Linked DNA regions of Hordeum vulgare: region 2 is linked to region 1. The links are chromatin contacts, called in public Hi-C maps. All regions are on one chromosome and are shown on one strand. The core of a region is the stretch at or near the end of the contact, and the rest is flanking DNA. Distances in the headings are between cores, read along the strand shown.

The links. Hi-C and Micro-C count contacts between places; a contact is called where the count stands out from the background.
Region 2: a Hi-C map of leaf shows a contact between it and region 1, with 6 times the contacts expected there. The contact joins two enhancer-like sites. A contact is called at or near these places in 4 of 6 Hi-C or Micro-C datasets (leaf and seedling).

What each region holds. Positions count from the first base shown.
Region 1 is chr6H:388,206,014-388,211,155 of MorexV3_pseudomolecules_assembly, forward strand. No RefSeq gene overlaps it. Among protein-coding and RNA genes, the nearest start is that of TRNAA-UGC, 6.8 kb to the left of the region's middle. Within about 2 kb of position 1,963, at least 2 of the 3 cell types and tissues checked have open chromatin away from gene starts, as enhancers often do. A contact at or near this core is called in leaf, where this site is marked.
Region 2 is chr6H:388,272,355-388,278,094 of MorexV3_pseudomolecules_assembly, forward strand. No RefSeq gene overlaps it. Among protein-coding and RNA genes, the nearest start is that of LOC123403895, 50 kb to the left of the region's middle. Within about 2 kb of position 2,662, at least 3 of the 3 cell types and tissues checked have open chromatin away from gene starts, as enhancers often do. A contact at or near this core is called in leaf, where this site is marked.

The sequences.
Region 1 (5,142 bases), core at 713-3,212:
TGTTCCAAAAATTGTTCACGTTTGAAAGAAAGTAAAAAAAAGTTGCGTTTTCCAAAAAAAGTTCATAATTTCGGAAAATATTCCCCTATTCAATTTTGTTACTTCTTTCCATAAAAATAATGATTTTCCAAAATAATGTTCATGTCTCAAAAAAATTTCTTTTTCCAAAACATGCTACCATTTGAAAAAACTTGTTCATGATTGTCGAAAAATGTTTGAAACTTAAAAAAATGTACCTCTATCAAGATTAGTTCATAAATGTCAAAAGAATTGTCTTTTCCGAACTTTTTAACAAAATTCACTAATTTTCAAAAAAAAAATCAAAACTTTTTTCTGATTGACCAAAATTGTTCAGAATTTGTTTTTAAAAAATCCATCTTTCACGATTTTTTCAACAATTTTTAAAATGATTATTTTCTCAAAAAAAATCACAAATTCGAAAATTATTCACATAGTTTAAAAACATTCCAGTGTTTATCAAAATAGGTCGTGTAGTTTTTACAAATGTCCCTTTATTAAAAAAAATCACAACTTCATAAACTGTTCACACTTAATAAATGTTCCCGTTTTCAAAATTTATTAACAAATTTAAAAAAAAATCCTGTTTTCAAAATTTGTTCACAAATTTAAAAAATGTTCCGTTCAAGAAGTGTTCACGTTTTTTAGAAAAACTTGTTCTTGATTATCAAAAATTGTTTCTTTTTCCAAAACTTGTTCTTGATTAAAAAAAAATCTTTTTCCAAAACATGCTACAATTTAAAAAAACTAGTTATTGATTGTCGAAAAATATTTGAAACTTAAAAAAATGTACCACTATCAAGATTAGTTCATAAATCTCAAAAAAGTTTGTCTTTTCCGAAATTTTTAACAAAATTCACTAATTATTCCCATTTTTCTAAAACTTATTGCTGATTGCCCAAAATTGTTCAGAATATTATTTTTTTTTAAATCCATCTTTCACTATTTGTTCAACAGTTTTAAAAATGATTGTTTTCTCAAATTTTGTTCATAAATTCGACAATTGTTCACATAGTTTAAAAACATTCCAGTGTTTATCAAAATAGGTTGTGTAGTTTTTAGAAATGTCCCTTTATTCAAAAAAAATCACAACTTCATAAGCTGTTCACACTTAATAAATATTCCGTTTTCAAAATTTATTAACAAATTTAAAGAATGTTCCCGTTTTCACATTTTGTTTACAAATTTTAAAAATGTTCCGTTCAAGAAGTGTTCACGTTTTTTTATAAAAACTTGTTCTTGATTATCAAAAATTGTTTGAAATTATATAAAACGTATCATTTTCAAGATTAGTTCACGAATGTAAAAAAAGTTTGTGTTTTCCGAAATGTCTAATGAATTTCACCAATTATTCCCAGTTGTTCCAAAACTTGTTTGTGATTGCCCAAAACTGTTTGAACTTAAAAATACGTTCGATGTTTCAATATTTGTTAAAGAAATAAAATTCAAATTCTAAAATTGTTCACATGTTTTAAAAATATGTTATTGTTTATCGAAACTGGTCTTGTTATTTTTGAGAATAACCCTTTACATAAAATTTGTTCACAGCTTCACAAATTGTTCCTGCTTTTAAAATTGGTTACAAATTCGAAAATTTACCATAAATTTTCAAAATTAATTCGTGTTTTTCAAAAACGTCTAGAATTTTTTAAAGAATTTTAAGAAACTAAAAATAAAAGGAAAATCAATCCATTCTGCAGGTGTAGGTAATTCTACAATATTAGGGTCACGTATACACCACGAACTCTGTTTGGCCGGAGTGGCTAGCTACCTGTGTCTACTCTGGCATGATCGTGAGATCAAATCTGAGTAACCCATAGCATTTTTTATTTTTTACTCCGTACGGAGCTCCTTCTTTGGCCGGCCTAGTCGGAGGACTACCCTGTGCGTGGCCGCGATATTCTGCCGCATAATGCGGTAGATAGGAAGTCCTTGTATTCGGACCCTCTATTTTCTAGTCCATCTCTAGTTGAGCCTGCGCTTTTTTACATGGAAATCCCACTGTGGATTATGTCCGGCTCCTCTATTTTTTCTAACCTATCTGTAGTTGGGCCTATGCATTTACTTTCAAAGTCCAGTGTGGACCATATTTGTTCGCTTTATTCATGTGTCATTTTCATCTCCCCGGTGTGGATCATATTCGGTCCCTATATTTTCTTGCCTATCTTAAGTCGGGCATATGCTTTTACTTTGAAAGCCCAGTATGGATCATATTTGACCCTTCTATTTTTCTAACACAACTGCGTTGGGCTTGCGCTTTTACTTTGAAAGCCCAGTGTGGATCATATTCGGCTGCTTTATTCTTGTGTCATTTTCTGTGAGTTTCTTTTTTCAAATCATTAATTGAGGAGTACCTCATTTAAAGGTCACTTCCACCTCCCCAGAATGCGAGAAGTGGCGCACTGCATTATGCCACTTCACGCAACCTGGAAGTTTTTCCTTTTTCGTGAATCCATTATTTCGAAATGTTTTATCTCTTAAAAAATGCGTTCAAATCATAAACCATTTTCAACGTTGGACTTCTTGCATCGAGACGTTTAAAACTAGACCACATGTCGATAAATTTTTACGAACTATTTCTTTCATGAAAAAACCGTGCCTTTCACAGAAAAAAAAATGAGTTTTTGTCGTTTCTGAAGCATAACCGTGCCTCTTGCGAAAGCATAACCATATCCCCCGAGGAATTCAAAAAAATTGTTTTCGAAATAAACATGTGTACCTCTCACAGAAGCAAAATCGTGTGGTTGAGGAAGGAAAAAAGATATTTCTTTTTTCCATTTCCAAGAAGCATTGTGCCGCACGAGGAAGAAAAAAAGAACGTGTTTTTTGAGCAAAAATATTGTTGATTATTTTTACCAAAATCTAAAGAAGGCTTGTGGAAAATCGAAACACGGAAAAAAACAAGAAAAAAACAACTAAAAAACAGAAGACATGTGCAAAAAAAAATTAAAAAAACTAAAGGGTACACTCAGAGCGTGACACAAAATAACGACTCAAAACGCACCAAGTGGCAACTCCTGAGAGTGATCCTTCACAGGCTCCCGAAGAAGCGCTCTTTAGATAGTTTCTCATTTTTTCTTTTTTTGCACCCAATTTCCTCTGAGGCATAATCTCCTCTTTTATTTGAGACTTACTTTCAAATCCCAGTGTGGATCATATTCGGCCCCTCTATTTTGTAGGCCATATTTAGTTGAGCCTGCGCTTTTACTTTGAAAGCCCAATATGGATCATGGGACTTTCTATGTGCCGCATTTTCGAGCGAATAACCAGCGCGACCCACAAAAGGTGTGCGGCCGGGCTGACCCATTGATAGGCAGCGCGAGGTGTGTCTACGTCAGTAAACATCGCAAAAATAGAAGTCAAGCAGGGAGGAATCGGACCCGTGATGTCAATTTCTACCACAAGTGTTGCTAGCCAACAGAGCAAGTCGCTACATGTGAACAATAACGCATCGTTACAGTATTTAAGAAATTACTATTGCGGTATATCTCCCGTTGAATGTTATTTTCCGTATGTGTAGTGTGGCATACAGATTTTTGAAAATTGAACACATTTAGAAAAATGCAAAAACAGTTTTTAGGAATTGTGAACAAAATTTGAAACTTAAAGCAGATTTTGTAAACTTTGTGAACATATTGAAAAACAAGAACAAAGTTTGTGAAGGTGATTTGGAAAAAAGTGTACTTATTTTGAAAGAGTTTATTTCGAAAATGTGCAACCATTTTTTGAATTTCTAAACACATTTTCAACAAATATTTTTGAATTTTTTTGAAACCACAAACAGTTCTAGAATTTTCGAGCAAATATTTGAAAACGGAACATTTCATGAAATCCCGAACAAAATTATAACTACGGACATTTTTAAAATTTATTAACATAAATTGAAAATGGAACTTGTCATCAAATTCCGAACAGAAGATTGGAACTGCCAGCATATTTTATTTTGACCAAATTTTGAAAAAGTGAACATTTTCTGAATTGTGAATTTTTTTTTAAACTATGAAATAAAATTGTGAACAAATTTTAAAAGAACAGGGCCTTTTTTGAATTCTTGAATAAAAATTTTAAATTGTGACTTTTTTTAAAATGATAGCATTTTCTTAAAAACGGACATTTTTTGAAATTCTTAAACAAAACTTTGGATATGAGATTATTTTTTAAATTCCTGAACATTTTTTGAAAAATGTGAACAAATTTTGTAGAAGAGAACATCTTTTTGAAATTCTAGGCGAGGAGCACTTTGCTTTACTTTTAAAAAAAGGAATGGAAAAGATAGAAAACGCAAAAGGAAAATAAATATAAACATAAAGAAAAAGTGGGGGAAATGGAAAAAGAATATGAAAATGAGAGAAAATTAAAAAGGAACAAAAAGGAAAAAAGAAACATAATAAGGAAAAACGTAAAGAAAGATAAACAAAAAAAGAACAGGGAAAAATAAAAAAAGGAAAATAACATGATAAAACCCGATTGAGGAACATTTTTGTAGTTTCCTAAAACAAGAAAATAAAACGGCCGGAAACATCAGGAAGGTTTGTGCCAGAAATTAATTTTGTTGAAAAATATAATGAGATCAACCGCTAAATAAATGATTTCTACAGGAAAAAAATGTTGACGATGGACTAATTTTTTCTGTCCAATAATTGTTACTCCCTCCTATCCAAATTATTTCTTGAGCACACCTTCGTTTTCTCCCTACGTTAGTTGTTACATAGTTATTACAGCACAAATGAGAGTACCACAACAAACAGGAGAAACCAGCTCGGTCAGCTCGGTCTATTGATCAAGAAGAAATAAGAGAGCTGGAGTAATCGTGAAGAGAAAAGAAATTGTTCTCTTCTCTGACATGTTCACGTCAAGTGATACATATCACCGCCCAAGAAATTGTTCCGTTTTGGGACATGTTCCTCCTTTGGTCGATCGCAAATGGAGACGTATATACGCGAGCACATGATTCGTCTTATCTACCCAAGTGAAGCAATGATCGAAAGGGTCACCGCTGGGCACATGATGCTTTCTGGGAATGGCTGAACAAACAACGTTTGCTTTCATGATAATTTCATACCGAGTGGACTGGTGCCCAATACAGCAGCGCATGACAATCTTTTCTTAAAACGGATTGCGGTT
Region 2 (5,740 bases), core at 1,412-3,911, 67 kb after region 1:
TCACAAAACACCTAGGAGCACGTGCTAGAGCTGACTCTTCACGAAGAGTCCGCTTTCCTTCTCTCTCCTCTTCTCTCTTATCCAACTCATCAAAAATATAGTATTTTAATCCTTACAGCCTGCTGACTGTACCTTATTGTACTTGCTCTAACATGTTACGGTATCTACCTATGTTACTCTAATCCCCTCTCTCCTCTTTAATTACTTGTCACATCACCATGTTTGCTAGTTCCAAGACTCTGTTACTAGCTATGATACCCCACTATGACCGGCCTTATAGTCTTTGACGATATAAAAGTAGGCAGATTTTCGAAAATTTGTAAATGAAAGTCAGATCTTGATTTATTTTAAGACAAAGGTCAAAACACGAAATTAGTACCCCGCTTTTTATGACCGGCGGCCCAGGTGGGCACCAGCTACCGGCTACGGCTAGACGTGCCGGGAACTGGGAACCGGGTTCCGGAGGATAGACCCATGGCTCCACCTCCCAAAGTCCGTTCCACATCTGGCTCGTCCTTCGATCGACCCGCTCCCAGACGTCCGAACATGCCTCTACCCTGTCTAGTGTAGGCCTCGCTGCCTCGAACTCATCGCGGCCGTGGGGCGGAAAAGTCGCCACCCACAACTGTATTGTACTGTACTGTATGAGCACACGATACTACAGCACTGTGCTACGGTGAGCTATTCGAGATAAACCACGATCGACGACCCTGATTTAGGTATAGGGGATGAAAATGACAGTGTTTAAAATTAATGCTTGTGACAGGGATAACTGAAAAAGCGCAATAAATACTGGTGAGAAGCAGCCTGCAGACTAATCCAATGGTGTGCCTTTTGGCACGTTCAGAGCTTCGGACCAGTCTTGTCTCTGAGTTTCTTACCAGCAAGCAGGTGAAGATTTTGGCCCAGCACGAAATCGGTGGGCCGTTTTAGCTCACTTCACTTTCTAATTTGTAGTAGTATATCCTTGTTCAGGTTCTTGTCCCGTCAGCCGCTGTAGGACGAGGAGAATATGACTGTTCACACCAACGTGACAAATGCTCGTGTATCGGTTAGTTTGGCCGTCTCTCCCGTTGGCTCATGTATGTATCAGACACCGTACAGAGCTAGAAATCCCCTACAGGTTTAATGGCCAACGCTCAGGCAATCCCCAGATTTGCTGGGGCTGGCAAGTGGACGGTCGCACTCCGGTGCAGTATTCAGTCGTATGTGGCGTGCCGAGCATCTCCAACAGTGGCGTAAAAAGACGCGCGCGCGGTAAACGGCTATTTTTACGCGTGCGGTACAGTTTGACGCGTTCCAGCGGCGGCGGGAAAAACGCACGCAGGAACCGCTTGTGCGCGTGCGTGAAAAGACGGCAGCTCGCGCGTCAGTTTTGCCGCGCCGCTTCCCGCGCGCCTATAAAACGCAGCGCTCTCCACCGCTCCCTCGCGCGCCGCCACCGCTCTCTCATCCTCTACCTCGCGCGTCGTCACCGCCCCAGCGCCACCGCCCCCGACGCGCCACTATGCCGCCGTGCCGCCGTTCTGCGTTGGGCTACCGCGGCGTCCGCCAACGCCCCAACGGCGGGTTCTACGCCGAGATACGCTCCGGCGATCTCCGGCTCAGCCTCGGCACGTACGACACGGCGCACGAGGCCGCCCGCGCGTTCGACGCGACGGCGTGGCGCCTAGACAGGCCGCGCCGTCAAATGAACTTTCAGGACGTCCACACGCTCCAGCAGGCGCTGGACGTCGCCCCCCCGCCTCGTCTAAACTCCGCACAAGACCGTGCGGAGCACACTGCGCGGCAGCGTCGCCTTCTCGTCGCCGAGGAGGACGAGCGGGTCATGACGAAGTGGCGCCGGCGTCACCCGGAGGACGTCGCCTACGAGCAGGATTATTGGGCAAGACGCCGCGAGGAGGACACGCGCCGGCGCCGCGAGGAGCGGTTGGACAGGCGTCGGCGGAAGGCATTGGCGAGTGCGCAAGCCGACATCGTCGCAGCAGGCGGGAGGTCCTTCTTCACTGAAGAAAATAACCGTTGGTTGGACATCTGGTTGTCAACCTCTGACGACACCAACGACGATGACGATGGTGGTGATGATTGAAGCGACTGGGATTAATAAAAGTTTTATGTTTTCGAACTATCTATCTACTTGCACCGAACTATCTATCTATATTTTCGAACTATCTATCTAGTTGCAATCTATGTAAAATAACTTTGTATCTTTTTTATTGTATGCAATCCTTTTATTTTGTCCATTTTGTAATTGAAAATGTTGTGCGCACGCTGCATTTTTGTGCGCTGCTGGAGCGGCGTGCGCGCTGCACTTTAGTGCTGCTGCTGGAGCCAGCGCTGCGCGACACGTCAAACCAGGCGATGGACGCGTGACAAAAATGTTTTTTAGGCGCGGCGCGAAGCGCGGCTGTTGGAGATGTTCTTAACAACAACGAACACACAAACTAACTCTTCTCTTCCCCCTGATTTTCAGTGGGGATGGGACCCCTCATCCCTTAATTACCAATCACAATCTTACACATCAGTTTGTACATAAAATCTTTACGTAAGCCTTTGTAGGTGTAGCATTACTCAAAAAAAAACGCGCTCATACCGCTGCCTTGCTGATGGGCTGTGGGGCAGCGGATGCGTGGGCCGATGGTCTGTTTCTACATCACGGCTTTCGTCCCACACAACTCCGTCACGGACCACCCACTAAAAAAACTCATCACAGACCAGCCCACCACTTATATTGAACGTCTTCAGTGGAAGAAAAAGAGAGCTGGGCCGATGGGGTGGACTAGATCGGTCGCCCACGATTTGCACCGATTTTGTTTTCTCGACAGAATTTTCATAGATTCTTTTGTCTGTTTCTTTTCTCTTTTGTATATATCTGGTTTTCTTTTGGCTATCCTTAATTGTTATATATTTTGATTTTTAATTCATTCATATATTTCGAATTTATGGATATTGTTCGAATTTCATGAAATTTTGTTTGTTTATTTTTCTATGTGTTTAAAAAATGGCCATCCATTTAAAAATGTTTATGTATTTATTAAAGAAAAAAAATGAAAATAGAAAATGAAAAAATGGTGATGTGGTAGAAACCCAAAAATAACATGCACACGTTGCTAAAGTGAAAAATCACCAAAATGCACATGAAGTGAAGTCACATGAATTTTTCGCATGTGGGATTCAGATTAGTATTTTCCACCTTAAACAGAGAATACGATATGCATAGAATGTTCAACCCCCGCACTCCACCTCCCCCACCAATTGTAAATAACCCAAGAGTAGCTTAACTCATAAGTGAAAAATGTGGCTATAGCGAGGTGCGCTCCTTTATGTCTAGTGATGTGTACGTGTCCCATTTGTACTGCAAAAACAAGCTTGTGGTGCGTGTGAAAACAACGAGTGCACTACAACTACCAACAATGTTCCCACCATCTCTCCTCGTATCGAGCATCGTCAAGCTCCGGCTACACATTAGACCATTCCCCAATTTCTTGTGATTTCTAATCGTTTCTGCTACGACTGACTCGATAACCAAGACTAATGTGGTCATATATTTCAACTTTGTTGTACATGCCGAGTTGCTACCCTCTAAGCCGCAAGGCTTGGCTTTGTTTCAACTTCAAGAGGCGGTCCGGCCTTTACATGATGTTGTGTCACCTTCACCAATGTCCTCTTATTTTGGCAATCTTCTCATACTAAACCGTCTAGCGTCTACCATTGCACGTCAATCGCCTCCTCCCTCGCCCCCTTTGACGTCATGGTTCAGTGAGCATTCCTCGCACCTGATACGGTCTTGTACGTCATCTACGTGGAACCGCCGATGCTACAGGTGTAAAACAGGAGACCAAGTTTTGGTTGGAGAGGATCACACAGCTCCATATGAACCCGCGTATACTTTTATATATTGCAGAGATCAGATGGCGTGCAAGTGAGCCTGTTGATGAAGGACATTGAGAGGGGCAAACCGAACAAGGACCCCAAATTTTGGGGCCCATATGATCAAGTATTACTCTACTTCAATACACCCATATGTATAAGAAGTTGGCTTAATGGTCAGATCTACACCCTTCGTACCAATAATACATGATGTTTTAGCAGTTCAATTTGAGATGCTAAAACGTTATATATTATGGTGCACACGGAGTATTTGATACCTACATGGGTCAAATAGGTGTGGCTTCGACCACAACTAATGGAGGTGGGTCCACCCACTTCGTCACCGTGCATCCAAATTCATGTTTCGTTTTATCCTGAAGCGTTTCCCTGACCTTTTCCAGTTTTATTTGGTATTTCTGTTTGTTCGGTTTACAGTTGTTTTCTTCTTTCTTTCCAATTTATTTTTGGTTTGATTTTTTTATCTTTTTGGGATTTTATTCTGGTTGAGATAGTTCATTGTTCCTTTTATTTTAATCTGATTTATGTGTGTTTTCTCTTTCTTCTTTCTTTCTTTTGAAATTTCTTTCGGGTTATAATCTTATCATACAGTTTTTTTCCTTCGGTTTTCCTCATTTTTTATTTTTTTATTTTTTACTATAAAAAACATTATCCTGAAATATTATGAACATTTCTGATTTAGATATTTAACATTCTTTATATGCGTTTAACTTTTGCTAATATACGCTCTCCATATGTTGATATATGATGAATATTTTTTAATTCTTAGTGAGATTTTCAGTAATAAACATTGAACATTATTTATTATACTGTGAACATTTTTAAATGCCTCGTGAGTTTTTCTATAATTTATAGTGATTTTTTATAAAATACACATTGAACTTTTTCCATATTATACATTGAGCATTATTTTTTTACAACATTTTTTTGTAATATAGAGTGAACATTTTTTTTATGCACAATGGGCATTTTGAAAAAATGATACTTTATTAAACTTTTTTAATAAGTTCTTTAATATTTTCGATCCTAAGATAAATCTAACAACCAATTTTTCCAGAAGAAAACCGGTAGAACAATCAAAGAAAAAACATCAAATAAAGGCCATTTGCACAACGAGCGCACAAGGCAGCTAATTTTGATTAGTTTAGGGGGGGGGGGGGGCAACCCATTGAAATTGAGAGGGGCTGAAATGAATTATAGAAAGGTTCTATAATACTCGAGTAACAACCCATACATCTACCAGTATTTGGCCTATTTGATTTTAAACCCTTGTGAGTCCTCAACCATTGGACGTCTATAGGCATCTAATAGAAGGAGGTTCCAGCTTAACCACCGACAAATTCAATAAACACTTATGTAGCAGCACACGACAAGGGCTCACCAGCAAAGCCGAGAGCAACTAGCTAAAGGTTACCCCTTGCGGGGGACCTTTATTTGTCACTTTTAGAGCATGTAAGTCGTGTGTCGAATCACTGCCACATATCACATGTCATGCACTTCCTTTGAATTCGTTTTTTCGATGGGTTTTTGGGTTTTAGATGGGTTTTTTCGGCTTTTCGGTTTTTGTGTGGTTTCTGCAATGAAAAGAAAATTATGACTTCTTTTGCGCGAAAAAATTGTGCTTCCATCAGAATCACCTATTCGCTTTTCATAGAGGCATACATTTGCTTCCCCGAGAACCACAAATATGCTTCTCGGAAAGGGGGAAAAGCGTGATTTTTTTGTGTGCTTCCATGAGAAGCACATATTTGCTTCTTGTGTTGGCACATATTTACTTTCACAAGGGAAACAATATCAAAATTTGTTTGCGGTTTCTTTTTTGTGTGCTTCCATGAGAAGCATAAATTCGTTT